Linked DNA regions of Oryctolagus cuniculus: regions 1 and 3 are each linked to region 2. The links are chromatin contacts, called in public Hi-C and Micro-C maps. All regions are on one chromosome and are shown on one strand. Each heading gives the region's core, a stretch centred on a gene start, on an enhancer-like site or on the middle of the called end of the contact. The rest is flanking DNA. Distances are from core to core; before and after follow the strand shown. Region 1 overlaps LOC103350930 (a long non-coding RNA gene). Region 2 has its middle 120 kb from the start of IRF2BP2. Region 3 overlaps LOC103350930 (a long non-coding RNA gene).

Region 1 (2,700 bases), core at 56-2,555, 330 kb after region 2:
GCACAAGCGTTTCTCGGTGCCCACTGGCTGGTTGGGTTTTGGCCTTGGCCTTAGCTCTAGAACAGCTTGGGAGAAACACAAGACCCTGACGTCTAAAGCCTCCCAGTCTAGCAGGCAAATCAAACAGGGCGGCCTGCTGGACGCCCCGAGGCACAGAAGCTCCGGCCGCGCGGTTGTCATCCCTGGCTTTTCAGTTCTACCCAGCACGGTCAGTGAGGAAGCGGAGCCACTCCAGCCTCAAACACAGCCGGTTTACTCCCTTTTGGCCTCTTCATTTCTTATTCTGCACAGTCAGTGTAAATGAGAAAGTGGGCCCAGTCATTTCTAGGAGCAATAAAAGTATGGAACTCTTAGCAAATCGCCCTTAATGAGGCCACATTCCATTCCTGGGTCACACAGAGAAAATGCGGATTGACAGTTTGACTCAGCACCTCTCCTGCCCTCTGGTAGGTGGCCCTTGGGAGCTGCGGCAAAAATGACAAGCCCAGGGCCCAGTGACAGTCAGGACTGCCTTGTAACACATACCAAGAAACACCGGGAGACACCCGAGCCTGGACTTCGCAGACGGCACAGAGCACACAAACACGGTGCCTTAGAATCCTCCCCAGAGGCTCTGTGACTTCAGCCTATCATATGACTTTGTTCTTAGAGCTACATTTTAACTGACAACGTTTAACAACAACTATGACTTATGGCCTTCTAAAATTGGCAGCAGAAAAATGAACTGAGGAAGTAATGGAAAAAAACCACAAATGAAGCCACTCTGTATTATGCACAATTTCTGTTGGGTTCTTTTTTTTTTTTCTTTCTTTCTGTATGTGTGTGTACGTGTGTGTGTGTGTGTGTGTGTTTTCAAATGGTAGAAAATATTTTCCAGATACACTGTCCTGGCGTTCCCAAGCACATATTTATGCCAAGTTTATAAAAAGCAGCTGCAGACAGGGTTGACTGAAAGGCTTGCTCTGCTGTCTGGCTTCCAGAAGGTGCTTCAGTTCTCACTGTGTCACCAGGATGCAGACTTACCTTCAAAACTCGCTGTCTGCAACCTGCATCTGAACAGGAACAAGCCGGTGGCTCAAAGAGACCTGGATGAATGTTCTAAGTTTTCATTATCACACTTCTGATTTGCAAGGTGCTTGAGTCATGTGTTGTTACCATGTTCAAAATCCTCACACAGACACAGAAAGGAAAGTGTTCCAAGATTCGTTTGACAAAAACTGGATGGCTCAGAGGGGCAGGGTGGCGTGAGCATGCCCAGCGGCTTTTCCAAAAGCCCCCACGGGTGGGTTCCTGACAACCTGCCTTTCCATCCACTGGCCCTGGGTTCAGCAAGGTGCCCTCTCCAGTGGCGTCTCTCTTTAAGGCTGTGGGTTCATCACTGCCCACCTCCAACAACTCAGGGACTCCTCAGCAGCTGTCCTCAGCTCCTGCACCCAAATCCTCACTCCCTTGCTGCAGGTTTTCTCACTGGCCTGGGGTGGGGACTCCCTTTACCCCCTCCCCCACTACTGGGATTAATGAAGACAATAATAACCTGCTTTGTAGCTCCCCTGGGGGTGACTAATTGGCTAATCTTGGGAAGGCCCTTTGAAGATGAAAAGCCAGGTATTACTCATGGGGTTGAAGGCATGCACCTGCCCCAGTCTGGGCCTGAGTCAGCAGAGAATGGCCTCCCACCTGCAAGCAAGCTGTGCAGGCCGGCCTGGGCCCCTGCTCAAGGTCAGGGTTGGCCAAACCGAGGTCTATGCAGAGAGCCCCTAACACCTCTCAAGCAAGAGGCCTCGGACGGCCTGGGCAGGGTGAGCCCCTCCGGCTCTGGGAGCTGCCCCATCAGCCTTGTATAGCACCAGAGCCTTGGAATAACTCTGCCAGGAGGTCAGCACACGTCAGGAGTATCAGTCAAGACAATATTTCCTGGTCATTGTTTGGGGAAATGCTTTTCTTTCAGCAAATTCCTCCCAAGCAGCGGCATTTTCTCCTTCCTCTCTCTGGAGTCCAGGGGCAGCTGGTGGGGGCGGTGGGTGGTGCTTTGGGAGCTGAGGTCTGGGGGCAGCTGGGCCTGTCCTCTTCCCTAGCTTGCGTCTCCTGAGCCTGCTCCCCACTTGTCTCTCGGGGAAGAGGAAGTGGCCTCAAGAACGGGGAACCCAGAGGCCCAAGTAAGTAGATTACCGCAAGGGTCCCTCCTGACCAAGCCACCACCCACCCTTGACCCGGGCGAGGGGGATTTTGACACAGTGGCAGCTGGGAAGCCAAGAACAGACTGCCTCTCAGCCCTGCAACTTAATGCCAAGATTCCTGGGCCAGAGACCCTGCTTCCTGCCTCTCTGCACATTCCTGCCATTCCTCCCCTGCACCTTCTCCCACTGCCTCCTCTCAGCTCTCTCCCCACTGCTGTTTTCTTCTTTCTTCTGGAAAACAAGTCACGTGGCCAGAAGGATTCCAGGCACTTCTTTCTCTTTCAGAGGCCCAAAGTCTTATCAGGTTTTCATGGCCTTTCCTTCTCCTGCAGATTATCTGCCGGAATGATGGAGGCCCCCAAAACACCCAGAATATAACCCCCCCCCAAAAAAAAAAAAACAGATGGAAGGACAAGCGCATGAGGGCAGGAAACAGGGCGGCGGCGGGGAGGAAGGGGTGCTCCTGAAACTGCACCCAACCGTGGATCCGACGGCGGGGCAGGTGGGGTGGGGGGGGACCAGG
Region 2 (2,700 bases), core at 91-2,590:
ACGCCATCGGAAATCCAATAAGCATTTGTACCAAGATGTCCCTTGAAAGACTCCATGAGAAGTGAAAAATAAACAAGCGAATGGAGAATGCTAAGAGGACAGCTGAAGCAGCCAATGAGGACAGTGTTCTTGTCCCAGGAGAGTGGATGGTGCCCATTCAATAAGCAGAAGGGCACCCTCTGCAGAGAGAGGCTTCGCATAAGGATTGCCACCCCACCTGCAGGTGGAGCACCTGCCGCCAGACCCCCAGATGCTGGCGATGGTGGAAGCTGCCCCCGGCCACTGTGGCCCTAATGAGCCCATTTCAATTGAAATGAGATCAATACTACTCATTTTTCTCTTGCTGGCTCCCGAGTGATTCATGAATCTGAAAACTAGTTCATGAATCAGAGTGGGGGGGGGGGGGCTTGGAGCGGGGGCGGGGGAACATTTGTGCAGTCGGCAAACCTCGATTCCTTTCATGAACCCAGCCATGAGTTGCATAACACTCGCCTGCCTGCTAGTTTAAACCAGTCTTTTCGGAAGCAGCTTTTGGCTTCTCCTTATTCACCTCTTTCCCTTCTGGAAAGGGACAGAGTGGCACTGCGTCCTGATTGTGTGTCTGTGTGTCGCAGTGGGTATCTTTATGCCTTTTGTGTTTGCAGCTGTGGGCATGTCCCTGGTTAAGGGCATGCGTGCACAGACAATAGACTGTGCATATGCTATGTGGCCTGGGTGTGTACCCGTGTGGGTGCATGGATAATGGTCTCTGTGTGCATATCCTATGTGACGTGTGTGTGTGTGTGTGTGTGTGTGTGTGTGTGAGAGAGAGAGAGAGAGAGGCCGCGGGCCCTTTAAACCTGAACGGGAGCCAAGTTCATTTCTCAGCGGAGCTTCATAAGGAAGCACGAGATGGGGCAGTTGGAAACCACATCCCTACGAGTGCTGATTACCGCCTCCGAAGGAAAATGAGATTTTTATCTCACAGGAATTCAGTTATAAAAATAAAATACAGCGTCTGGCTTGATTCAGCTAAATGTGCAAGCACCGGGGTGTTTTTAATTTTGTGGAGAAGCTGGACGAGAAGAATGACCTAAAACATTGCATTTAAAGAAAGTCAGAGTCGAGGGGGCGGCTACAGGAAGTGAGTGGGTGTGGAGGTGTGTGTGTGTGTGTGTGTGTGTGTGTGTGAAGGAGAGAGAGAGAGAGGACATGGAGGGAGGGAAGGAGAGAGAAACCCACCCTGCTGGCAACTGAATGCAGCAGGATGATGTCATTGGAACAGTCGGAGGAGAGAGAAGAAAAACAACTGGGAGCTGTGCTAATCCTGTTTGCTGCCCTGAAGGGAATGGACGGCGGCCAAGGCAGGGAGTTCTGGGAAACCATATAAGGGTGCCAAACAAGCTTTGCCGCCAACATTGGGAACTGACAGCTTTGTTCTTTGTAACTTGGCTGCCGGCCAGAGGCCTCATTTCAGCTCTGCGGCATGATTACCCTGGCCGGCCGCCAGCCCCGCGCTGAGAGCTCCTTTTCTTCTCTCTGAGCTTTTTTTTTTTTTTCCTCTTTCCCTTTGCCAAACATGCAGCCGTTACCATGGCAGTCGAAAGTAAAGTTTAAAAAAAAAAAAAAAAAACACAACAAAGTGGAGAGAGGCACGCCTTTCTCCAGATGTGCCACATGAGCAGAGAGAAGAGCAGTTAACCTGGGCGTGGGGTCCCGGCTGCGCAGCCGGGGCCGGCGGGCGGGCGGGCGGGCGGATGCGCTAGCTGCCCAGCTCAGGGATCAACAGAGCGCGGCCCAGCGTAGCCCGGCCCTGGCTGCGCCGGCGGCGAGAGGCTGGCTCCCAGGCCTTGTTTTCCTTCTCCCTCTTTCTTCCTGAGGCATTGTGGAGTGCGTAATGTGAAACGGAAAATGTCATGATTTCCACTGGGAACGTGTCCACGGTTGGAGAAGGCTCCAGAAAGCAAGCCGGGTTCATAGCGCCTTAAAGGGAGGAGAACGGGCCGGAAGGGCACGGGGACGGACACGGTGGCCCCTGGCGGCCAGGGTGAAGCTGCCCAGGCTCTGCCTGCTGCCGGAGCACAGCGGGGTGCTGGTCTTGGGTTCCAGGCCGTGCGGTGGTTCCGGGTGCCAAGGGAGGCTGAAGGAAGCCAGGGGGCAGGGGCCTTCCTTTTGCCCATTGGGAGACACCCTCTGTAGTGTCTCTTTACAAGGGGACTCTGCGAAGAGCCCAGTCTCCTATTTTTAACCGGGTTCATTTTTCACCTGCTTGGAAAGTGGAACATCTCCCGGGAGGTGACAAGTCGTGACGGAGGCACAGCTCCAAGCGGAAGGTTGGCGGGGGTCCGAGGCAAAGGTTACTACTCAGAAGTGGAGCCTCCTTCGTCAGCGTTCCCCCACCGCAACATCAGATACTCCTCACCCTCCCGTTCAGCAGAGTTCCCAGAAGGGCCTCCTCTGATTCTAGAAAGTGCTGCAGCAGGCAGACTCGGCCGTCTCCTGGACGCTTGTGTTACACACAACGGCCAGGCATAGGCAGGGGCTGCTTTCACAGGGCCTGTGGCCACCTTCCTGTCAAACCCGCTGGCTAGGGGTTCGCTTCACATGGGCCCTGGCCAGTCCTCTGAAGGGGCCTCTTTGCCTCTCGGAGGGAAATGGCTCAAGGTCGCGGAGGGGAAAGTTGGCAAGTCGGCCAGAGAGCTCCCCGGAGTCCCTCCGCCA
Region 3 (2,700 bases), core at 178-2,677, 260 kb after region 2:
TGAGGTTACTGCAACTCATTTCCTGCTGCCCTGCTTGCAGTGTATTTTGAGCAAAATCATTGTTGACCGTGGATGATGACCTTTGACCTCTGGCGGCTGCCTGCAATATACTTTCCTGACTCATTTGCATATAGGCTGTTCAAAACCTGCTGGCACATTCATCCTACAAGAAAATCTCAAGACAGAAAGCAGTTTAGGAAGAACTGTTTTTCCCTCCTGTTGTGAGCCTAGAACCTCTTCAATTCAAGTCAACAAGTCTACACTGAGCACCTCCTATCTACCCTGAGTGCCCCGGGCTCTGAGGAGGGCTGGCTTCTGCCCAGAGCACAGGGCCTGGGGCCCAGGACGGCAGTCCTCTGCTCTTGCTCAGCCCTAGCTGTCCTGGGATCCCAACCAATCCTCACCGGCTACCTTGCTGGGAGTCTCTCTCTGCCCTGATTCGGAGAGGGGTGGAGAGAGGCCAGGCAGTGTCCCTCTGACCTCACCCCTTCCAAATTCCAGCAGCAAAAGGACTGAATCAGTCCCCAAAGTGAAAGCAGGTGAAACGAAAGCGTTTCCACTTGTGTGACTAAGTTCTCAATACAAGCTATCCGTGTACACTAGAAATATCATCTGTGGATAACAGCTTAGAGTTGGGAGTGTGTTCTTTGGGTTGGTTTAGACCCCTTTTCACAAGAACACACACCTCTCCGAGGAAGACAGACAACAAGTGCCAGAGAAGGGAGGCTGGGAGGTCTTGGGCCACGCTGTGGGGTGGGGGCGCCCTGGGCGGCCAGATGCCTCTGCCCCCTCCATCCAGCTGGCTCCTGCTCAGGCCCATTTCACATCTCCAAGGCTTCCCGAGGGTTCCTTTTTCTCTTTCTATCAGGACGAGTTTCCCAGACTTCTCATGGAAAATCCCTGAGCCGGCCACTTCCTGTTTTTATTGTGTTTTCCTCCCCCACTCATAGACCCTTTGACCTTTTGTCCTTTGTTGTGATTCTCCCTCTCCAGGGCGCCCAGGCTGAATCCCAGCCCCAAGGAGTCCTTAGCCCGCGTGGCCACTGAGGACAAGCAGTCTGCCTGCCCAGCCCGGCTCACACGCTGCGTGTGCTGAAACAAAGCCTTTCTCCCAGGGCTCTCAGAGTTGCTTCCTCTCCTGAAAATGGGGTGCTGGCTTTGGAGATGCCCGCTCGTCGTGAATGTGAGTCTTGATCACCATTGAGTCCTGAAGCTTCTGGATCCACTTTTAATTGGAGCTAGGAGTTTTTTTCTGCTTTGTTTTGACCACACTTCTATCCAGGAGTATGCCCTGTTCTTTTTCCTTTCTACTGTTTGTCCCCTTCCTCTGGGCCCTGCATTCCTGGCATATTTGGACAGAGCAGGGCTGGCCTGAGGCCACTTTTCTAAGTATCTTCTCAGTCCTACAGTCCTGCTTCCAACACAGTCTCTTTGCTTTGTTTATTCTGGACTTCCCACTCCCAGGCAAGTGCCAGATGCGGGGCAGGACCATGGAGTCAGACTTCCACAGACACCAAGGCACAAACAACTGAGCCACGGTCGCCATGGGTAGCGGTGCTCAAACAAGCTGGCTGGAAACTCCAGCCCACAACCTCCAAAGGGGGAACATGCAAAACGATCAGACAAAGGAGGGGTTAACCTTGCGCCGCCATCTTACGGGGAATTTCCCCCCAACACATTTGGCAAAGTAAAAGGGAAGAAAGAATCCCGAACTGTGAGTCCCCCACTGCCCTCGATGAGTTCTGGAGCACCGGCCCACCGTGGGGGTCTGGTTACAGGCTCGGAGGTCAGCACTATTTTCTCTCGGCCACTGTCTCCCCGGGTGACCTTTGCTAGGACAAGCTCCTCGCTCAGCCTCCACGTCCCCTCTCTGGAGGTGCCAGAGACGGCTGTACAGCGTGGGCGACATCAGGGTGCTTCCGGCCCGAGTGCAAGCCAGCAGCACCTGCCATGACCTCATGTTCCGTGGAGCCCCGCTAGGCCTCCCTTAAATCTTACCTCGAGGAAAGGTCAACCCAATTCAGATCAGAGGAAAATCTGAAGTTTACTCTATCCTCTAAATTGTTTTCAAGTTCCCATGGGGGAAAGAGATTGATTCATTTTGTTAATAAGCAAAGGTCTTATTTTTCCACCTTCAGTCGTATAAACGTCAAAGGGGGGAAAAAGCCTTCGTATTCAATCAAAAAACAGTTCCAGCATTTTTAAAAAGTCAAGTGGAGATAAAACAGATGATCCACCAGAAGGGGGAAAAAGGAGGCTTAGCTCCAAAGCCATCATACCTTAAATTATCTAATGTTTAACTCCCTCCACAAAGCCCTCCTGGAAGTGTTTGCCTGTGTTCAAGAACAGTTAGCAGCGAAGGCAAGAGCAACAGCCTTGATCCTTCTAGGATTCTTGTAACTTTGGATGAATGAAGCCACTGGACTAAGAAAGCTGAGGAGGATGAGGGAATGCACTTACATGGAACCATCATACAAAATCCACCCCATGTTCACAGCAACATTATTCAGTAACGGCCAAAGGTGAATTCGACCTAAAGGCCTAGCAGGTAAGTAGATGAATAGATGCAAGGATGAATGGATTAACAAAGTATGACATAGGCTGAATATTATTCAGCCTTAAAAAGGAAGGAAATTTATGTATGTATGTATTTGAGAGACAGAGTGACAGTGACAGAGGAGAGGCAGAGAGAGAGAGAAA

Evidence for each region. Hi-C and Micro-C count contacts between places; a contact is called where the count stands out from the background.
Region 1: a Micro-C map of ear pinna shows a contact between it and region 2, with 7 times the contacts expected there. The contact joins two enhancer-like sites. A contact is called at or near these places in 5 of 6 Hi-C or Micro-C datasets (ear pinna, embryonic fibroblasts, psoas muscle and 2 more).
Region 3: a Hi-C map of embryonic fibroblasts shows a contact between it and region 2, with 6 times the contacts expected there. The contact joins two enhancer-like sites. A contact is called at or near these places in 5 of 6 Hi-C or Micro-C datasets (ear pinna, embryonic fibroblasts, psoas muscle and 2 more).

What each region holds. Positions count from the first base shown.
Region 1 is chr13:54,352,861-54,355,560 of mOryCun1.1, forward strand. The region is part of intron 1 of LOC103350930 (a long non-coding RNA gene); the gene reads right to left. Among named protein-coding and RNA genes, the nearest start is that of TOMM20, 45 kb to the right of the region's middle. Within about 2 kb of position 1,306, at least 4 of the 8 cell types and tissues checked have an H3K27ac peak or open chromatin away from gene starts, as enhancers often do. A contact at or near this core is called in ear pinna, where this site is marked.
Region 2 is chr13:54,023,586-54,026,285 of mOryCun1.1, forward strand. No RefSeq gene overlaps it. Among named protein-coding and RNA genes, the nearest start is that of IRF2BP2, 120 kb to the left of the region's middle. Within about 2 kb of position 1,341, at least 8 of the 8 cell types and tissues checked have an H3K27ac peak or open chromatin away from gene starts, as enhancers often do. A contact at or near this core is called in ear pinna, where this site is marked.
Region 3 is chr13:54,283,449-54,286,148 of mOryCun1.1, forward strand. The region is part of intron 1 of LOC103350930 (a long non-coding RNA gene); the gene reads right to left. Among named protein-coding and RNA genes, the nearest start is that of TOMM20, 110 kb to the right of the region's middle. Within about 2 kb of position 1,428, at least 4 of the 8 cell types and tissues checked have an H3K27ac peak or open chromatin away from gene starts, as enhancers often do. A contact at or near this core is called in ear pinna, where this site is marked.